Regions from separate parts of the Rattus norvegicus genome. Here region 2 is linked to region 1. A link is a contact called in public Hi-C data. All regions are on one chromosome and are shown on one strand. The core of a region is the stretch at or near the end of the contact, and the rest is flanking DNA. Distances in the headings are between cores, read along the strand shown. Region 1 overlaps Dpf3 (double PHD fingers 3). Region 2 holds the start of Dpf3 (double PHD fingers 3).

Region 1 (5,415 bases), core at 1,149-3,648:
GTGTGATTCCTGCCACCCTGGCTCTTTCAAAACCAGTGGGGGAGACACTAATATGCAGGCAACTGATTAAATTACCTTGGGGGAAATACAAGGAATTAGGATCCTTCAGGGAAGGCCATTAAACCAGTCTTAGGACATCAGAGAACACAGGCAAGCACCTAGTAGATGCTATTCAGGCCTCCAGAGGGTCACAGTAAGCATTAAAACAATCTATAAAGTTCCTAAAAGAACAGTTGTTCCATTTTCTCAAAGGCCTGCTCCCTTCAGATCAGAGGTCTGGTATGAATTTTGGGCTCTGGAAATTCTGTGTTTTCCAGGAGTTTGCGGTTTCAGCTGATTACAGAGTCACTAGCCCATCATGAGTGGTGACCACTGGGGCTTGTTTTGTGATACAGAGGAGTGGGCCAGTCCCTGGATCCTTGCTACAATCCCGGGGGACCTTCCCCAGAAGTTGCTTGAATATAGGAATGACAGGACCAGAGATGACATCTTCCTCAAGTGGGTCACAACAGGAACACGGAGCTATTTCTGGGGACACTTTCTGTCAGGGAGAAGTCACAGCTGTCCCCTTTCTCCCTGGCCAGGGAGCTCTAGGCCACTTACTTGGTTCCTTTAGCCTTCTAGCCACCAGGCGCAGGCTGATCTTTAGGCCTTCCAACTCCAACCTTAATATTTCCTGAGAATCAATGGGTTGGCGATGCAAATCTCCAGTCTATTACCATCCTGTAAGCCATGGGAGGGAGCAGCTGCATCACTAAAGTGGTACCTAGCATGCGAATCTACGGGAGAAGTCTGGGTTCTTTACTATCGGTATGGCTGCCTCTGCTTTGGACCTTACACAGCAAATGAGTAAAGATGATAAGTGAGTCTGTGGAAACTGTTCTCCCACTTTTATTCTGTGGTGCTGGTGGTAGTGTGTGTGTGTGTGTGTGTGTGTGTGTGTGTGTGTGTGTTTATATGTATGCATGTGTATGTGTACAGGTGTGATTACTCATGCATACATGTAGAAGTCAGAGATTGACTTACGGTATTTTTCTCATCCCTCTTCATCTTGTTTTTTTGAGACAGACCTGCTCAATGAACCTAGAACTTGATGTTTGGGCTGCACTGGCTGGCAGCAAGCCCCTGGGATTCACTTCTCCCCCTTAGCACTTGGAATTAGAGACATGTGCCTTCTAGTGCTGGGAATTGAGCTCAGGTCCTCATACTAGTGTAGCAAGTGTCCTACCCACTGAGCCACCTTCTTCCCCTCCCCGTGTGTGTGTGTGTGTGTGTGTGTGTGTGTGTGTGTGTGATATTTTATGTGCACATGTGTGTGCAGGGTGCTTTGCATAGAAATTGAGCTGGTGGTGTTAGAAGCCACAAGTAGATAGGAACTGCTTTAGGGAGACAGCGCTTGCTAACATCCCAAGGACTTCTAAACTAAAGTTCATCCTACGGACTTCTGGATTTCTTGTGTGAGGCCTGGCATGTGGGCCAGGAGCACAGAGCAGCAAGTGGGTGTCCAGGGCAGGCCGTGCATCTGCCAGTTGGCCCAGGTTGTCTGCTGGCCTCTGTGAATGGATGCTATAAGAAGATCGGATCATTTGATGCTGTGTCTCTGAAATGCTTTTAGCTGAGGCTATCTCTCAAGTAGGCTCACTGACTTCTGCTGTTCCTCTTTGAAGGGAGCCTGCTTAATCTGGCCCTGGACAGAGGGACAGTCACTGCAGGGTCCCTGCCTTACAAACCTGGTGGTAAGGTGGACTCTGGATGAGCCCATCTTGGGTCCTCAGGTCCTCAGGCCTCTGCAGACCAGATCGCATGTTTTGGCTCAGGTTGGTTGTTGTAGGGGCGTTTATTGTAAGTTGCATCCCTGTTTCCAGAAATAACGACTCCCAAAGCTTTATTATATAAATAAATGTTGAGGCAAATAGCTTTGGCTCGTTCTCCAACCAGCTCATATCTCAATATCCCATTCATTCTAATTTAAGTCCCGCCACGTGGTTGGTTACCTCTGCTCGGCTTCCATGAGTCTGGCCTCCGCCTTGTGCCAGGGCAAATCCTCCTGGGCTTGGGCCTATCCCAGAATTCCTTCTGCCTACCAGATGTCCCACCTTCTATTCTACCCTTTTGTATAGGCCATAGGTTTTTTTAATTTTTATTTTAATTAATTAATTTATTTTTATTGATGGGTGATGTATCCATATAGTACACAAGATTTTCTCTCTAGGCGGCTGTTCTGTCTGGCAATGGGCCTGCTGAAAAGTGTGATGGTGTAGACACTAGAGGTCACAATAAACATGCCTTGGCTCTGCCGTGGTCCTGTGACCCAGCGGGGGGGACATTAGCAAGCTCCTTCACCTCTCTGTGCTCTGGCTGTCGCTCACTGTGGATGACAAAGTTGGCAGAGGAAGCTGTGATGTCCGTTCTGGTCTGTAGCCTTTTATCTCTTCATGTGTCATCCACAGGCCTTGCCCCGGGCCAGCTGTATACTTACCCCGCCCGCTGCTGGCGTAAGAAGCGACGATTGCACCCCCCAGAGGACCCAAAGCTGCGACTCCTGGAGATAAAACCGGGTGAGTGCCCTGTGTCTGCAGAGTGAGTTTCTTGGCCCATGGCTGCTGCACCTCCACCCATAGAAGGGTGCTTGTCAAGTATGTGCGAGGTCTTGAGTGCAACCCCTCTACTATGAGAAAAAGTAAAACAAAATAATAAAAGAAGCGAAAACCCCTCAATGGGGTGAGGTTCTGGCTGAAGAACGGTGCCCATGTGGTACACAGAAATGTGCATGTGCTCACTGTGTGTGTAAGTATTTCCTGTTGACGTCCAAACATCTCTGGGCTTTGAGTGTGTGTACCATTGTCACCCTTGAGAAACAAAGCTAGCAGTAGCAAGGGCCAGGCCTCAGTCATCCCCCTCCTTCCCAGAGCCCAATACAAAGTTTGGTTCAGGCCCTCCCTTCCTTGTAGCATCAATAAAGACACCTTGACCCAGGTATGCTTTCTCTAAGAATCAGGGAACTACGTCACACACTCCCATGTGACTCTTTGGAATGAAAAGGCTATCTCTAAAGGCTAAATCTAGGCCTTTCTTTGGGGTTGTGGGAGTCAGGCTGTAAAACGCACCTCCGGGGTGCAGGCTTATTTACCTTGACTCATCTGTAACTTCAGACACTTGGCTGTCTGTCTTCACATCCATTTCTGGGTTGCAAAACAGGACAGAGCCAAGGCAAATGTCATCTCACCTCAGACCCCTGCTCAGTATGTGGGGTCCTTAGTTCTCGTGGAACCCCTTAATGTTCAGATGGTTTCTTCTGTTTTGGACTCCACCCAGTGAATGGGTAAAAATGACAAGTGAAATGTCAAGTGAGTGGCTGGCTTTTTAGCCACAGAACTGTCCTCATCGTGATCAGGGCCGGGGGCCAGCACAGTACTGTCATCCCAGCATGCTCCAGTCCAGGGTTGATGGGAGCTCTTTGGCATTTTTGCTCTGTGCTTGTATTTTCTGTTTGAATGACAGTGTGTGTTTGGCACTTTTCCATGTCTCCTTTGTTCTAGCCACACTTCAGGTACCTAATGTGTGGCTAATGGAGGTGTATCGGTCAGTGTGGTTCTAGGTCCACACAGAAGATTTGACCCCCCAAGCAGCAACAGCAACAGTAATGGTGGCATCTGGACTCAACATGGGCTTGAGTCCAGCTGGGCAATGTAGTAAGTTCTAGGTCAGGCTGGGCTATATGGGACCCTTTCTAAACAAACAAACAAACAAACAAACAAACAAACAAACAAACCAACCCAAACCAGCAACAACAATGAAAAAATGCATTGGCTGCATGGTACACACCTTTAATTTCAGCACTCTGGAGGCAGTCAGGTGGATCTCTGTGAGTTCAAGGCCAACCTGATCCACATAGCAAGTTCTAGGACAGCCAGGGATACACTGTGAAATCCTCTCTAAGAAGTAAAAAAGAAATGAAAGAAAAAGCATAATAGTCCATGGGTGTCAGTAAAATCAAATACTTCTAGCATAAAAGACCTGGAGGCATCACTAACTCTGTTCCCTTCTTTATCACAGCCCAGCCAGGTTAAGGAATTTGTTCAAAATCACACAGGAATTCCTATGGGCCTGGCCTGGAACCCAATCTTTTAAAAAAAGATTTATTTATTTCATGTATGTGGGTACACTGTTGCTGTCTTCAGACACACCAGAAGAGAGCATCAGATGCCCATTACAGATGGTTGTGAGCCACCAAGTGGTTGCTGGGATTTGAACTCAGGACCTCTGGAAGAACAGTCAGTGCTCTTAAGCACTGAGCCATCTCTCCAGCCCGGAACCCAAATTTATTGAGTTCAGGAAGTGTTTGCTGCTACATGTTGCAGATAGGCCTCTTTAGACATTTACTTTATGCTCATAAAATTAATATATGTATTAAATATTCAAATACACCAAGAGATAGTTTCAATTCCTTCAGTTGTAAGTGTTATAAGCTCAGACCTAATTAGCCTATACCAAACATGGGAAATGGAACACAGAAGAGTAAATCCTGGGTGCCCAGAACTGTCGTGGGGCTGGATGTATTGGGGAGTGTGCAACATGCTCTTTTAATGGAGAGGTCCCGGACTCAGCACCTAGCAGAATAGTCCCCTTCCCCAGCTGTGGCAGAGAAGCCCTGGGGAGGACTGAATAGCTGACTGTGTTCATGTCTGCCCCACAAATTCTCGCCATCCAGGGGTCTGAGTCACCAACTTCCTCAGCAGTGGCTTCTGATTAGCATAGTGCTTGGCATAGCCCTTTCCAAAGCTTCCCCACTCAGCAGACACCTGCTCCTACCCGGAGCTGGGGCTTAGGGAGGGCATGGAAGGGAACAGTGCTTTAAGCTTATTTCATAGGTGAGGGCAATCAGCTTGCAGATAGAGTCAAGGGTGCTTTCTGTGGATCAAGTGTCCAAGGAGTCCTGGACCACTGCTCATGGGACTGAGGCAAAAGGGGTTTTGGGGGGTTTGATCTGTCTCTCTATAGATACTCACACTAGGTAACTGGCCTCCCAGCATCTGCTTCCTGTCAGTGGCTGAGTGGGAGCAGCTATGTTCATAGGTGCTGGAGACCCGCCTCCATCCTTCGCCCACCATGATGGCTGAGGGAGAAGGCAGGGCTGCTGGTTTTTGGTACCTGTTCCCTTCAACACACAGTGGCTCTATCTGAGACTCCTGGAAAGACTTCTAGAGTCTCTGCCTCAATCATGAGGCAGAAGTGTCTGTACCAACTTCAGGGAGAAAGGCCCAGACCAATGATGCTCAGGGTTCTAGAGCAGGATCTGTTATGGAGAGAGCAGTCATGGCTCTGTGAGTGTGGACTCTGACAGATGTCCTTATCCCCCAGTGGCTGCCGCTGCAATGTCTTGGGAGGCCTGTTCTCCCAGTCAGGGCTCAGGTG
Region 2 (5,456 bases), core at 1,746-4,245, 140 kb before region 1:
AATATAAAATAATTCGGTTATTTGGAGGGAAGTTTAATACCAATCGGTTAGTGTAAGGTTGGGCATGCCTTTAATTCCAGCATTCATGAGGCACCCAGGGCTACAACATGAAACTCTATCTTTCAAAAAAAATGATATGTTAATATAGGCATGAGGATTAGGAGGAAGAGAGACATTCAGAAAGAGGGAGGAGGGGTTTGAGAGCAAGGGTAGGTGTGGCCTTCCCTAAGAGAATCCACTCATAGCTAATTTGCATTCCTATTTTGGCGCTAAGCCTATGAAGTCGTGTGTATATTTGACACATCTCAGAATTACCACTTATCAAATGCTCAGTAGTCACCTGGGCTCAGGAAGCTCTGGTTTGACAGCAAAGCTCACTGCTACCTAGGGGAGGGGGAGAAGTGATCATTCTGGCTCCCTTCTGCATTCCAAATAGCTTGCCCAGCCACCTAGATCAAGGCAGGCAAGATGGGGTTTGTACTCACAGGCGAGCCAACAGAGCTTTAGAAATGGGATTTTGTTCCCCTCCCTCCCCTCCATCCCTCCTCCCTCCTCCCTCTCCTCCTCCCTCCTTCTCCCTCTTCCCCCTCCTCTTTATCGCTATTCTTTTCCTTTTCCCCTTGGGCTGTCAGGGACTAACCCCTAAGACAGATATGTATTTGGCAGGCTCTGAGGTCCTGAGTTAGCCCCCTGACTTGTGATGAATTTAATTTTATGTGTAGGAGCGTTTTGCTTACAAGTCTATCTGTGCACCATGTGCATGTCTTGTGCGTACTTCGTCCAGGAGAGGGCATCAGATCCCCCCTGGAACTCCTGTTAGAAGGCTGTGGGTCACCATGCCCGTGCTGGGGGTTGCCCTAGGTCCACATGAGCAGCAATGTGTGCTCTTAAGCACCAAACCATCTCTCCAGACCCTGAAGTGTGATTTTTTTTTAAAAAGTGTTTTGATATCACAACCAATAAGAAGGGTTTTAGGTTTATGGAGTTAAATTGGGGAAACATTGCTATCAACATTGTTCATTTGCTCTAATCAATGAGTTTAGAAATAGAGAATTATTTCTGCTGTCTGTTGTCATCTTCTCGGGATTCCTATGTTCTTTATGTCACCAGCTGGCAAATGGTGGCAGACAGATGGATTTCAGAGTCTATATTACTATTGCACAGCACTGGTGAAGCCCAGACTTTAATTCTGGTCAAGGTTTCTGTCTCCTTCAAGCATGTTTACTCTAAATCCCTTGCTTTTGAAGATTTCGGCCCAAATCTGTGTCCTTTTAATCTATGATACAAACCCCAAAGTTAATAACAATATCTCTTTATTTCTCAGAAGTGATAAAAGTGACTACCAAGTCAGAATTGTACTGACAGTTAAAATGACTTTCCATGAAGTCGAAAAACCAAGGCAATACTATTTTGGGGGAGGGGTGATAAGATTGGGTTTCCATATTTGGGGGTGTGTGTGAGACTGGGTTTCCATATGTAGTCCAGGCTGGTTTTGAACTTTAAGGGAGCACTATCACACCTGGTTCTCTTTACAGTGCATCAAAAACAGCTTCCTAATCGTGAGACTCTGTAATGAGAAGAGAGGGTGGGGGAGAACATCACCCTACTAGGCAAACAAAGAGTTAAATATTTCCAGTCTGCACACACGGACTCACTCAGCTTTGCTGGGCTTATCTGTAACTCTAATAGTGAATGGAGTTGGAATCTGAAAGTTCCGAACTGCTTTGTGATTGTATTTTACTTTATTCATGGAGAGTCGTAAAAGGCGAGAGCAGGTGGAATTGTGAACTGCAATTCAGCATCTCTCGGTTTCCTTTTCACTCTCCAGCTCTCTGCTATTTGACCTGATTAAACAGCCAGGGGATAGCCAGACTTCTATATGCTAACGATAGAGTCTCTGGACTCTATGTGATTTCGTGCGTTTTCGCCCAGTCTGAGTCTCCCTGTGCTCCGTGGAAGCCTGAGTTCGCAGAAGTCTTAGTTTCTTCAGGGGTTCACCAGACTCTAAGCAGCCGAAGACTGGGGAAGCCTCCAGTCACGTCTGAACATTCACTTGCAGATTCTTTTCACCTCCTATCTTAGTCCAGAAAGGTGACGCCTGGATTCGCAGAGCCATTCCCGGAGGGGACTCTAGCAACACCTACAATTGTCAGGCTCTAACAATTTCTGCCTAGTTACTGGCTTCCCTAGCTGCGTTTCCTAAAGTTGCCTCAAATCTTCCCCAGCCTTCTGCCTAAAAGGTGCCAGGTCTCACTTCGTTCCCAAGCTGGTCGTGTCAGATCTTCGAAATCGTCGACAGTGGAGAACGGTGGTCGTAGGGGACCGTGCAGAGTGACCACCTGTGAATTACGTAACAAAAAACCATGGCTGAGACATTCCAGGGGGAAGGGAGTTGCTGCCCTGGACTCTCCCGTTCTCAGAAACCGACCGAGGAAGGTGGGTGAGATAAAGAAAACACTTCGGGAACAAGAAAATTGAACAGCGGCAGAACCCAGAGCATTTTTAGCAAAGAGTGGAGCACAGTAGTAATTTCTTGGAGGAAACTGCAGCCTTCCAACTTTTTGCACTTGTAACACAGTGGTGTACCCGAGACTCGGGGGTTAAAACCGTGATATACAAAGCCCAAAGCTAATGAATGGGATTCAGCATTTTTGTTGGCATTATGTAAATATTCTTGTCCAGGAGCGCAAACTCTGCGGTTATTTAGTAAAGTAGGGACTCAAACTAAGCGAGATTGCTCTCCCATGTATCTCCACTAGTCCCTATTTGAAAGGGCGCTACTAACACGGTACTGCCCCTTTAAGACCTGCTCGCTCTCGGGCTCTACAAAAGGGAGTGACCTCTGGGCTTTGACAGCTCCCCTAATAACTACCACCACGCAGGCTCCGCCCACTTGGCGACCAGCCGCGCCGATTGGCCGGCAGACCGGTATCCCGTGCTCTGATTGGCCTGCCGCTTCCCCTGAGCGAACCTTTAGAACTCTGAGACAGACAATATTCTGTTACATTGTAGCAAAATGGCGACTGTCATTCACAACCCCCTGAAAGCGTAAGTAAGACTAAAAAATGTACATATTCCGCGTGGTTTCAATATGAAAAAAAGGCGCCTTGCGGAGCGCAGCCGGCGCTCGGCTCTCGCAGACGCCTCCCGCTGCGCCCGGGCTCCTCTTTTCTTCCTGCTCTTACTTCTTCATCTTTTTTCCTCCCAGCGCGCAGAAATGTCAGGAGATGCAATTAACAAAAAGAAAATTGTTAAATTTGTGTTCTGCTTAATTGGCTGACCCGGACCGGGAGGGAGCACAGAGCGCCGGCGCCGGCTCCGGAGCTGCGGGGGTCGTGTGCAGCTCGGGTCTTCACGGTCCCCGGAGTCCCCTGCCTCTCCCGGCGCCGCGCGGGGCTGGCTGAGTCCGGCCGGAGCGCGGGGCAGGGGCCGCGTCCTGCGCTCTGCTATGCCCTGCGCTCCAAGCCGGAGCTTCCCCGGCCCCGCTGCTTGTCCACCGGGGCGGGCAGACCGACCGCAGCGGCTGCGGAGTTTTGCAGGGCGTTCGCTCTGCCTTCCGAGCTCTCCCAGGGAGTTTGTGTAAACCTTCCGGAGTTGGGAGGACGGCGCGCGGAGCGGCGGGTCCCGGGAGTCCTGGGGCCCAGGTGCTTGCCCCGGGCTTTTCCACTCCGGCAGCCGGGGATCAGGCGGGCGCTCCGGGCGGTCGCCGGTGTGTCTGTGTATTTGTAGGCTAACTGGCTCTAGTAAATTAACGATCTGGGTTAACTTGAGGTTGATATGGAGACGGGGAAACTGCAGGTCTTATTAATGGTGTGCTCGCCTGCTCTGGGTGAAAAGCTGAGGCGGCGGAGGCGGCGGTGTAGGGCTCTGGCGACAGCGAGGGGCAGGTGCCTCCCGGAGACTTTGAGCGGACAGAGGGGGGCGGGCTGCGCAAGGACTCGCGGGGGCCGGTTCCGATCGGAGCTGCCTGCCTGCCCGTCTTCCTTCCTTCCTTCCTTCCTTCCTTCCTTCCTTCCTTCCTTCCTTCCTTCCTTCCTTCCTTCCAGTCGGTGGACTGAATATGAAGCCGCCAAGTCTGCGGGTGATCGTGGAGCTGGGGGTGGCCTGGGAAAACTAGTGTGGCTCTCAAGGGGCGCTATTGGCAGGGATGTTGGCAGAGGGTGGATCCTTGGGAATCGCGGCGCGGCGTGGGCACCGGGTGGGTGCCGAGTGTACTAGGACTTCACGCCCTGATGAAAGCCTCTGGGAATCGGAGGGTGCGCGTGGGTGTTTAGTACCAATTCTTCCCGGTCTGTGTCAGTGGTCGATCTTGGCTTTTAACTGCGCGCTACAGCGTCCTAAGCCCTGGCTCCGGGAGTCGAAAACACCGTTCGCTTTGGGGAGCAGCAGGGCGGCGGCGAGTGTGTGTGTGTGTGTGTGTGTGTGTGTGTGTGTGTGTGTGTGTGTGTGTGATTCCTAGTGCCAAGAAACGCGTAGGGAGAACCCGCTGCGTTTGCACCAGCCAACAACCAGGAATAGGGCAGGGATGTCCCAGATCTCGGAGTTTCCACGAGATACTGCGGTAAAGACAGGGGCTGAGCTTGATGCGAGTTCCTGGCTCCGGTTCCCGCTCGGAAGCTCAGCTACTTTGCACTCGCGACAGCGTTTAACCTGAGAGGGGAAAAAAATGTTTTATGGCAGAATAAATGGGCGTAACTTCGCCGCGTCCTCGCCGACTCCCGCCACCACACCGCTGGTGCCGTGAGTTTCTCCAAAACCCACACAGCTGATTTGCAATTTCCTCATTTCCAGTCGAAATCACGTAGCAGAGCTGATGCTGCTTGGTAAACTCAGGTCTGAGAGATCTATTTGCTATGTGTACGGGGTTCCTCATTGGGAAAGCGGCATCCTTGGTGCCCGGGAGCGGGCTTACGCTCGGGCGCGCGCAGGAGCTCCACGCTCCAGGGTTCCCCAGATCTTTTCACTTTTTTTTTTTGACACAGAAGCGTGCGTGTATTGGAAATTGTGGGGAGAAGGAACAGAGAAGCTAGAAGGTGGTCAATCTCGGTTGATAGAATTAGTTCTGAATTATCCTTGTATCCCTTAATAATTGGAAACACTTGCCGTGGGATGCATTTGTAACTCCGTCTTGGCTCACGCACAGGGGCGCTCACCCACAACACCCCTGCCTGCCCTTTCCTCAGAGGAAGTCCAGTGGTCACTTATAATTAGCCATCCCCTTTTGTATCCCATCCTCTTCCCCTGAGGACTAAGGGTGTAAACAATAACCCCAATCAGCCAAGCTTTTTGCACCCTGGACATTTTCAAAACTCCGCACGCAGGAGCACACACACATCGTTACTGGGAGACCGAGGCCATCTGCTTTTATCATTATTATTATTATTTTAAAAACAACTTGTTTAATAAAACATCCTATACATTTCATTTGTTTTTAGAAGTTGCTGACCAGGAAACAA

The links. Hi-C and Micro-C count contacts between places; a contact is called where the count stands out from the background.
Region 2: a Hi-C map of psoas muscle shows a contact between it and region 1, with 2.1 times the contacts expected there. The contact joins the promoter of Dpf3 here to the enhancer-like site in region 1. A contact is called at or near these places in 9 of 12 Hi-C or Micro-C datasets (the A7r5 cell line, the Rat2 cell line, frontal cortex and 4 more) and 1 of 1 datasets of contacts at active chromatin or transcription factors (oligodendrocytes).

The regions. Positions count from the first base shown.
Region 1 is chr6:108,714,949-108,720,363 of GRCr8, reverse strand. Dpf3 (double PHD fingers 3) reads left to right here. Exons shown (of 9, transcript NM_001191818.1): 3 at 2,451-2,558. Among named protein-coding and RNA genes, the nearest start is that of Dpf3, 140 kb to the left of the region's middle. Within about 2 kb of position 2,398, at least 1 of the 93 cell types and tissues checked has an H3K27ac peak or open chromatin away from gene starts, as enhancers often do.
Region 2 is chr6:108,854,164-108,859,619 of GRCr8, reverse strand. It overlaps Dpf3 (double PHD fingers 3), which reads left to right and starts at 2,995. Exons shown (of 9, transcript NM_001191818.1): 1 at 2,995-3,048. The coding sequence starts at 3,017.